2 separate regions of the Mus musculus genome follow, and region 1 is linked to region 2. Evidence: chromatin contacts called from public HiChIP or PLAC-seq data. All regions are on one chromosome and are shown on one strand. The core of a region is the stretch at or near the end of the contact, and the rest is flanking DNA. Distances in the headings are between cores, read along the strand shown. Region 1 holds the start of Gucy1b2 (guanylate cyclase 1, soluble, beta 2). Region 2 has its middle 57 kb from the start of Dleu7.

What was found. HiChIP or PLAC-seq counts read pairs in DNA pulled down with a chosen protein or histone mark.
Region 1: a contact with region 2 is called in an H3K4me3 HiChIP or PLAC-seq map of embryonic basal ganglia, with 2.4 times the contacts expected there. The contact joins the promoter of Gucy1b2 here to the enhancer-like site in region 2. A contact is called at or near these places in 16 of 39 promoter capture datasets (the C10 cell line, HPC-7-derived erythroid cells, the SN4741 cell line and 10 more), 3 of 15 datasets of contacts at CTCF or cohesin (embryonic stem cells, large pre-B cells and pro-B cells), 25 of 484 Hi-C or Micro-C datasets (ECoMG-derived neutrophils, LSK cells, bone marrow-derived macrophages and 16 more), 7 of 115 datasets of contacts at active chromatin or transcription factors (bone marrow-derived dendritic cells, differentiating embryonic stem cells, embryonic basal ganglia and 4 more) and 5 of 9 other capture datasets (adipose tissue, embryonic stem cells, liver and 2 more).

Annotation. Positions count from the first base shown.
Region 1 is chr14:62,454,302-62,457,741 of GRCm38.p6, reverse strand. It overlaps Gucy1b2 (guanylate cyclase 1, soluble, beta 2), which reads left to right and starts at 1,453. Exons shown (of 17, transcript NM_172810.3): 1 at 1,453-1,666. The coding sequence starts at 1,544. It overlaps Gm41172 (a long non-coding RNA gene), which reads right to left and starts at 1,275. Exons shown (of 3, transcript XR_874685.1): 1 at 1,185-1,275; 2 at 36-114.
Region 2 is chr14:62,234,473-62,237,973 of GRCm38.p6, reverse strand. No RefSeq gene overlaps it. Among named protein-coding and RNA genes, the nearest start is that of Dleu7, 57 kb to the left of the region's middle. Within about 2 kb of position 1,798, at least 15 of the 459 cell types and tissues checked have an H3K27ac peak or open chromatin away from gene starts, as enhancers often do. A contact at or near this core is called in embryonic basal ganglia, muscle stem cells, myocytes and 1 more, where this site is marked.

The DNA of each region.
Region 1 (3,440 bases), core at 204-2,703, 220 kb before region 2:
ATGCTTTTAGATTTATGAACATCAATCGCCCTTACCTTACTAGGATCTGTAGGTATACATAACTTTGGCCACACGATGGCGCTTCGCGTCCAACAATTCCTGGTCGGCCACCGACTGAAATTTTAAAAAGCAAGTTGAAGAGAGGATGAGGTAGAGCAGGTTCACGCCGCCTGGAGGCGAGCTGGGCTCGTGGGTGAACGTCCTCACTGTGGAAAAAGCCTATGTTTTTTCTGGCTTTCTGGATCCCAAGCGAAGGCGCTGATGCGAAATGAAAGGAGTAAGTGCCCAAGTCCCGGTCCACATGCAAATCAAAACTCCATCTTCCAGTGTACCTGATTGAGAGAGCTTTTATCTATCTATCTATCTATCTATCTATCTATCTATCTATCTACCATCTATCCATCCATCCATCCATCTCATTTATTTTTGAAAGAGTCAAGTATTATTGACTTTCCTAGAAAAGGGATATCACTTGATTCACTAAGCTGCTGCAGTGTGGCAGCTACAAGAAAACCTCTGGTTTCTCTGCACCACTGTTTTGTCTTTCGAGGGAGTTAATGGTAAGAGGACCAACTTTACAGGGTCACAGTAAGGAGGAAAGGAAATTACGTAGAATCTAATGACATTGCTCACACCCACTGGTGAAAACCCAGCAGTTTTGTGTGATTTATCCTAAACCAGGAGGAATGTGCGGGACCCAGTACTGCGCAGCGTGTGGTTAAAAGCAAATGATTTCCGTAGCTGTTGTGATGGGTCTAAAGCACGGCTGTCCGCTGTGGCTGTTTAGGGGGATGGACTGTCTTCTGGGATTGGCTCCTCTGACTTTTGCATGCTGAATTAATAACTATTGAGATAGGTCTGGAAGAAATGTGGAGCCTTTGTTTCAGACTGTATTTATCATTATCATCATTATTAATAATTATTGTTTGTTTCTGAGAACGGGTCTTACTGCCTTGAGCTCCCCATTCCCCTGCCTCAGCTGTCCTAGAGATTACAAGCACCAATCACAACGCTGCTCTCCCGACACTCTTGTTTCATTTTGTTTTGTTTTTAAAGACAGGGTCTTGCCCTGTTGCTCAGTCTACTATGGAGAACAGTTTCCCTCCCCAGTGTTCCAAATGGCAAGGCCAATAGCCAGTCCCATGGTGACTGGCTGGAAAGCCTGGCTTTTACCCCAGCCTTACCTTTAGCCCACTTATCCCCACTTAGCCACCTGTCAGTGAGATGTTAGCCACGCCAGGGGAGTCAATCAGATAGCGTACAATGCTACACAGATGCAAAGGGAAAACAGTCAGTCAAACCAGAGAAGGGTGGGACTTCTCCGCCCGCGCAGATCCTTGCCCCTGCGAGATGCCTTGTCCAGCATTGCTTCCTTAACCAATAGCTAAAGCTTATTTAAGCATGTGGTATCCTCTAAACAATGAAAGCTTGTTTCTCATCGCACAGGATGCTAAGTCTGTCTTGCTGGGTCAGCTTACATGTAATCAGAAGTGTGTGTGTGTGTGATGAGGTTGTATTTACAAACACCTGTCTAATTGAAAGGATGGTGATGTCTGAAGTGTTGTGTGCTGAGTATACGCTAAAAGTTAAAATGTCAGACACAGCAGACGGTGTGCTGTATGAGCCTCTGCGAGCGGAGTTTAGGAGCAAGCGAACCCATCTACAGGTACAGTGAGGAGCGCAGTGGGAGAGGTTGGGGGTGGCTGAATAGGGGCACCAAGGGAACTTGCTGGACAATGCAGACACTCCATTTATATCTGGGTATGAGTTATGCTAGCATATATGTTTGCCGTAATTTGTGAGACTATTCACTTCAGAGCAACAAAGGAAGTCACAAACAAACAAAACAACAAAACAAAATAATAAAACCCTCTCAACCCCCCAAAAAGCCAAAAAACTGGTCTCTCAAAACAATGATCCCAGAATATACAGGGAAGCCCGTGATGTCATGGGAACGGAGGGGTGTCTTCCCATACAGTAACAAGTCCTCCCCAGCTGCTAATGCATCTGAAAAACCTACGAGATGCCAGCTAATCTTGCAGACAGCTTCGAAAGCCAGGGACAGCCTTCCTCATGCACACGCTGTCTGTGTCTTTTCAAATGTTTACAGAGTATTTACAAAGAGTAGTCCTTTGGGTGGCAGTTGTAATTAGGGAAACTGGCAGAGAAAATTAACACATACCATAAAAGAGGGATAATTAGTCCTCTGCCATATACAATATTATTATCAAAAGGCATTCACCCTGGAATCCGATTGGTTTATACACACTGGCCTCATAGGGACGCTCCTCCCTTCCACATCACTCTGGGTATGAAGCTGCCACGTTCCTTGGATGATGGGCCATATGGTACTTAACATCAGAATGAAAATGAGCTCGTGCTTCTTATGTGAGATGCTAAAATTTATTAGAAAATCAGAAAGCCTAATTTCCACCAAGTTCCTGAGACCTACCATCTGCTTCATGAAAAAGAAAGAGGGAGTTGGTTTTTTTTTTAACCATTTGCTTATTGTGAAGTGTGAGCATGAGTGTTTGTGTGTGTTTGTAAAAGCGGGGAGGGGGCTGAGGGCTGTAAGAGGGGGGGATCAGAGCAAGTACACTTGGCAGGGCCGAAAGAGCTGTCAGCTGAATGTGGTGGGAAGGTTTGGGAAGCATAATTATGGAAATCATCTATCTTGGAGACATTTTCTCAGGACCACACGTCCTCTCCACAGAGAATCAGCACAGAGTCTTCTAGCTTTTGCAAGTACACAAAATCACTCTTCTGGAGTGAAGAGGCAGCTTCCCTCAGTCCTGGTGTCTCTGAGGGTCTGGCCTCTCCAGAGCATAGCTGGAGCCAGCCAGTGAAGACAGGAACAAACACACTGGAAAAAGTCAAGGACAGAGATGCCAGGAAAGCTTTTCTCAGGCGAGCTGCAGCTGGGTGGGAGAGGGCTGAGAGGAGGCTGGAGCTCCTGAGACACGTGGCCAGGTACCTTCAGAGGTATGTCTGGGCACTGATTTCAGTGAACCATCTCAGCCTCCTGCGTAGTCAAGTTTGGGAGATGCTGTCTTAACTGTGAGTCAGATTTTAGGGTGCTGTGGCCCTCGTGTGGTCTGGGAACCCTCTTCCTTTGGTTTGTGACATTTATTTATTGGTCATCTTGCCTTCGCACCACAGATGCCAGGTCACTGGAACAGCCTCGGAGGGATACTCAGGGGATCTGGTTAGTGGCTGGGTTTCTCATCTGTGACTCCAAGTAATACTCAGGAAGTAGACTTCAGGCAACAGTTTACCTGGGCCTTCAACATAGCAGTGACTCAGTGGAAGAATAAAGTTTTCAGGCCCCAGTGGACTCCACATGATAGCATGACAGTGCCAAGTGCTGGTTGAGGCAGGCATTCCTTGGATGACATCCAAAGTGGTTTAATTAGAAGCCTCCCAGTAGACAGCACCCTGTA
Region 2 (3,501 bases), core at 549-3,048:
CTTAACAGAACAGACTAGCTGTGTAAGAGATAAAGGGGTGGGGTATGTCATGGTCATAAAATAATTGTTCAAAAATTTCTTTGTAGAATCAGCATCATAACAACATGTAAGAAGCTCTGAAAAGCCTTCTGGTAGAGACCCTGCTGACGTTAAACAAATCAGACGAGGTGTTGGGTACTAATGCATATCCTTCTAGAAACTCATATCCCTCAGAATCCCGCAAGGATGGGATGAGATTCCACTAGTAAGATGAGAAAGAGGAGGTCAGCCTGTGGTCAAAAGTGTGTGTCTTAATAAGCACAGTGCCACAGGTGTTCTCTAGAGTGACTATGGTGGAATATTTGTGTCTACACATATGCATGATAGTGTCTAAGGGACATGTGATGGCAGTAGCAATGGCACTTTTTCTGCCACTGTGTCAGTGTGGTCTGGTATTGTTTCCTGCTTACCTGCCTATTGTTGGTCCTAACTTCACAGTTCCTCCCAGGGAGTGGTTACCATGATTATTATTAATATATTATTATTATTCCTTATTATTATTATGTTATTTCCCTGCCATTTAAGGTACATAGACGGAGTCCAAACCATAGCTAAGACTACTGATCCAGCCATGGGAGTTATTTAATACTTAGGGACAAACCATAAAACACATGGGTTATAGATTGAAACGCTTTTCTTTAAAAATAGAACTTGGGGGGCTGGGAGACAGCTCAGTTGCTAAAGGGCTTGGTGTATAATCATGGGGATACCCAGCACTTCCACGCCATTCTCGTCTACACCACCAGCCCTGGGAAATATGGACAGCGGAGACAGGCAGCCAATCAAGACAGATCAACGAGCTCCAAATTCAGTAAGAGACACTGTTTCAAAACTAGGATAAGCATGACTGAGGAAGACACCTGAGATTAGCTTCAGGCCTCACCCACTCATACCTACCCACATAAACATAGACATATATACATGCAACACACACACACCCAGGTTTGGGAAGATTCCAAGTCTTGATTCAATGAAATACAGGCTCTGAGCATCAGAATTCTAGGTACTGTGCCGGCAGTATTTGTCAGCTAGATGTGAGAGACTGGCTGGGCATGTAGCATATCATTTACCGTCTCTGCATTAGAAGGTCATGAGGTATTTTCTAGATCTATGACTCCATGAAAACATTAGCTAGAATAAACATCTGTTCTTTATTTCACACCATGCTCGGGCTTCATGAGAAAATAACAGCAAGTAAATGGTTTGATTGCCCACTGGGACTAACAAGAGCTGGAGACTTACACAGAAAATCATTAGGGAATGCAAGGGATGTAAACTTGAGTGCTGCAGTTCAGAATTTAATATATCTAACTTATTAAACACATAAATCAAAAGCAGCTCTTCTCTTTATCTAAGAGTCCTTACTCTAAATTAGTGTCTTAAATTGGGCCTACAGGCATGCTTTATTTTGCCCACACAAGATTTTGTAAGATTGGGAGCTTTTTGTTTGCTTGTGTGTTTTTTTTTTTTTTTTTGTTCTTCTTTTTGGTTTTTAACCTAAAAGCTACTTGATGGGACTATGGGCAGAAGTAATGAGCACTTCCCTCATCGCTTGGTCTTGTTCTGTTACTCTCCACAATGAGCAGGGCGATTTGGAAAGCTTTTTCCTACATTTTTAAATTGTCAGACTGCAATTGTTGCCTTGAAAGAAGCTCACCAGAGCAGCTGAAGAGAGCCACTGCATTCCTTCCTACATGCCTCGGGTGGCAGCTGCAGTGGATGACAGCTGGAGTCTGAGAAAGATGCAGCCGCGATCTTTCTGGGCAATGATAGATGGAGCTGGCAAAAGACAGGTCTGCAGATGGAACACAGGTCTGCTGCTGCCCGCTGTATCACCCACACATTCAATCCTGCAGCTCCCAGGGAGAACAAATGCCGTGTGTGTGTGTGTGTGTGTGTATGTGTGTGTGTGTGTGTGTGTGTGTGTGTATGCGTGAGAGTGTGTTTGTTTGAGTGTGTGCATATGTGTATGGGTGCGTGTGCATGCAAGTGTGTATATGCGTGCATGTATGTGTGAGTGTGCGTGTGCATGTGCATGTGTGTGTGTGTCTGACTTTTGTTGTCTTGTTTGTTAAGGGAAGATCTCACTATGTGGTTTGAATGAGTCTCAAGCTTAGGACCCTCCTACCTTGCCTCTGAAGTGCTGGGATGTTGGATGAGCACCAGGTAGGTATCTGGTGAGATCTTGCTTTAATATACAGAAGAAAATTCGAAGGCTAAAAGAAGGTCTGCAGAAATCTGAAGTTTGAGTAGATCGATCTCTCTCTCTCTCTCTCTCTCTCTCTCTCTCAAACACAAGCAAACAAAAAGCTCCCAATCTTACAAACACAGGACCCCTATTACTAAGATTTGTAAGGAGCCTGATCAAGTGAGTGTTTCAATAGAGCCTACAAACTGTTAGCTTCCAGATCTTGTTCTTCATGTGTATACTTCACATAAAAATCTATGTTTCTATTCTCTCCAGAATTGAGGCTCTTGAGCAATGCTGGTTTGCATTAGCATGCGACAATGATTTGCAGGAATGCAGTGATGGCTTCCCTCTGTGAATCAGATTCTGCTCCTGGAGGCCCACTTCAGCACCCTACAGACACCCAGCTCTGCTTTCTCATGCTGGCTCCTGAAAGAGTGAATGTTTGCCTTCAGTGGGCTAAGGGAATTTGGTCAGACTTTTATGTTCAACTGTCAACTAAACCAGTTCTTCTTTAAGAGAAGAACTTTTCCTCTTCCACATCTTCTTTTTAAAGTGGCATTCTTCCTCTTGCTGCCTAGTGTGTTTATAAGTTTGACTGAAGCTGTCTTAAAGAAGCGAAGCTGTCTTAAAGAAGCAATGCAATGCTGGACATTTGGGAGAGAGAGAGAGAGAGAGAGAGAGGAAGAAGAAGAAGAAGGAGGAGGAGGAGGAGGAGGAGGAGGAGGAGGAGGAGGAAGAAAGAAAGAAAGAAAGAAAGAAAGAAAGAAAGAGAGAGAGAGAGAAAGAGAAGATATGCCAATAAGAAGTTTTAAAAAGTAGAGCTAAGCGCTCTGAGGAGCAAGATAAAGTCCTGCATAGTGGCCTGGAAGCTGGTGCTATGACTGTCAGACATTTGTGGAGGAAGGCCTTTCCTATTTTGGAAATGGAAAAGTTTAGGTTTTAATAACTATTCATAAATAAAAGTAAAATCTTGAATCTACAGAGACTCAAAACTATGTTTAGACTCAGGACTATTAACTAGTTTACTCTTCTTAAAAGGAAAAACTATAAACAAACAAACACCCCTATCCATTGACAAAGGCCTATGTCAAAGAAATGACTAGTATAGCCCACATATTGGTTGGGAAAATATTAATGTATAGAAACTGTTCTATTTTCCTTGCTGTTGCTATGATAAAACACTGGCCAAAGCAACTTAGGGGAGGAGAGCCTTTCTTTGGTTTAAACTTCCAAGTCATTGTCCATCATTATGGAAGTTGGCATAGGAACCT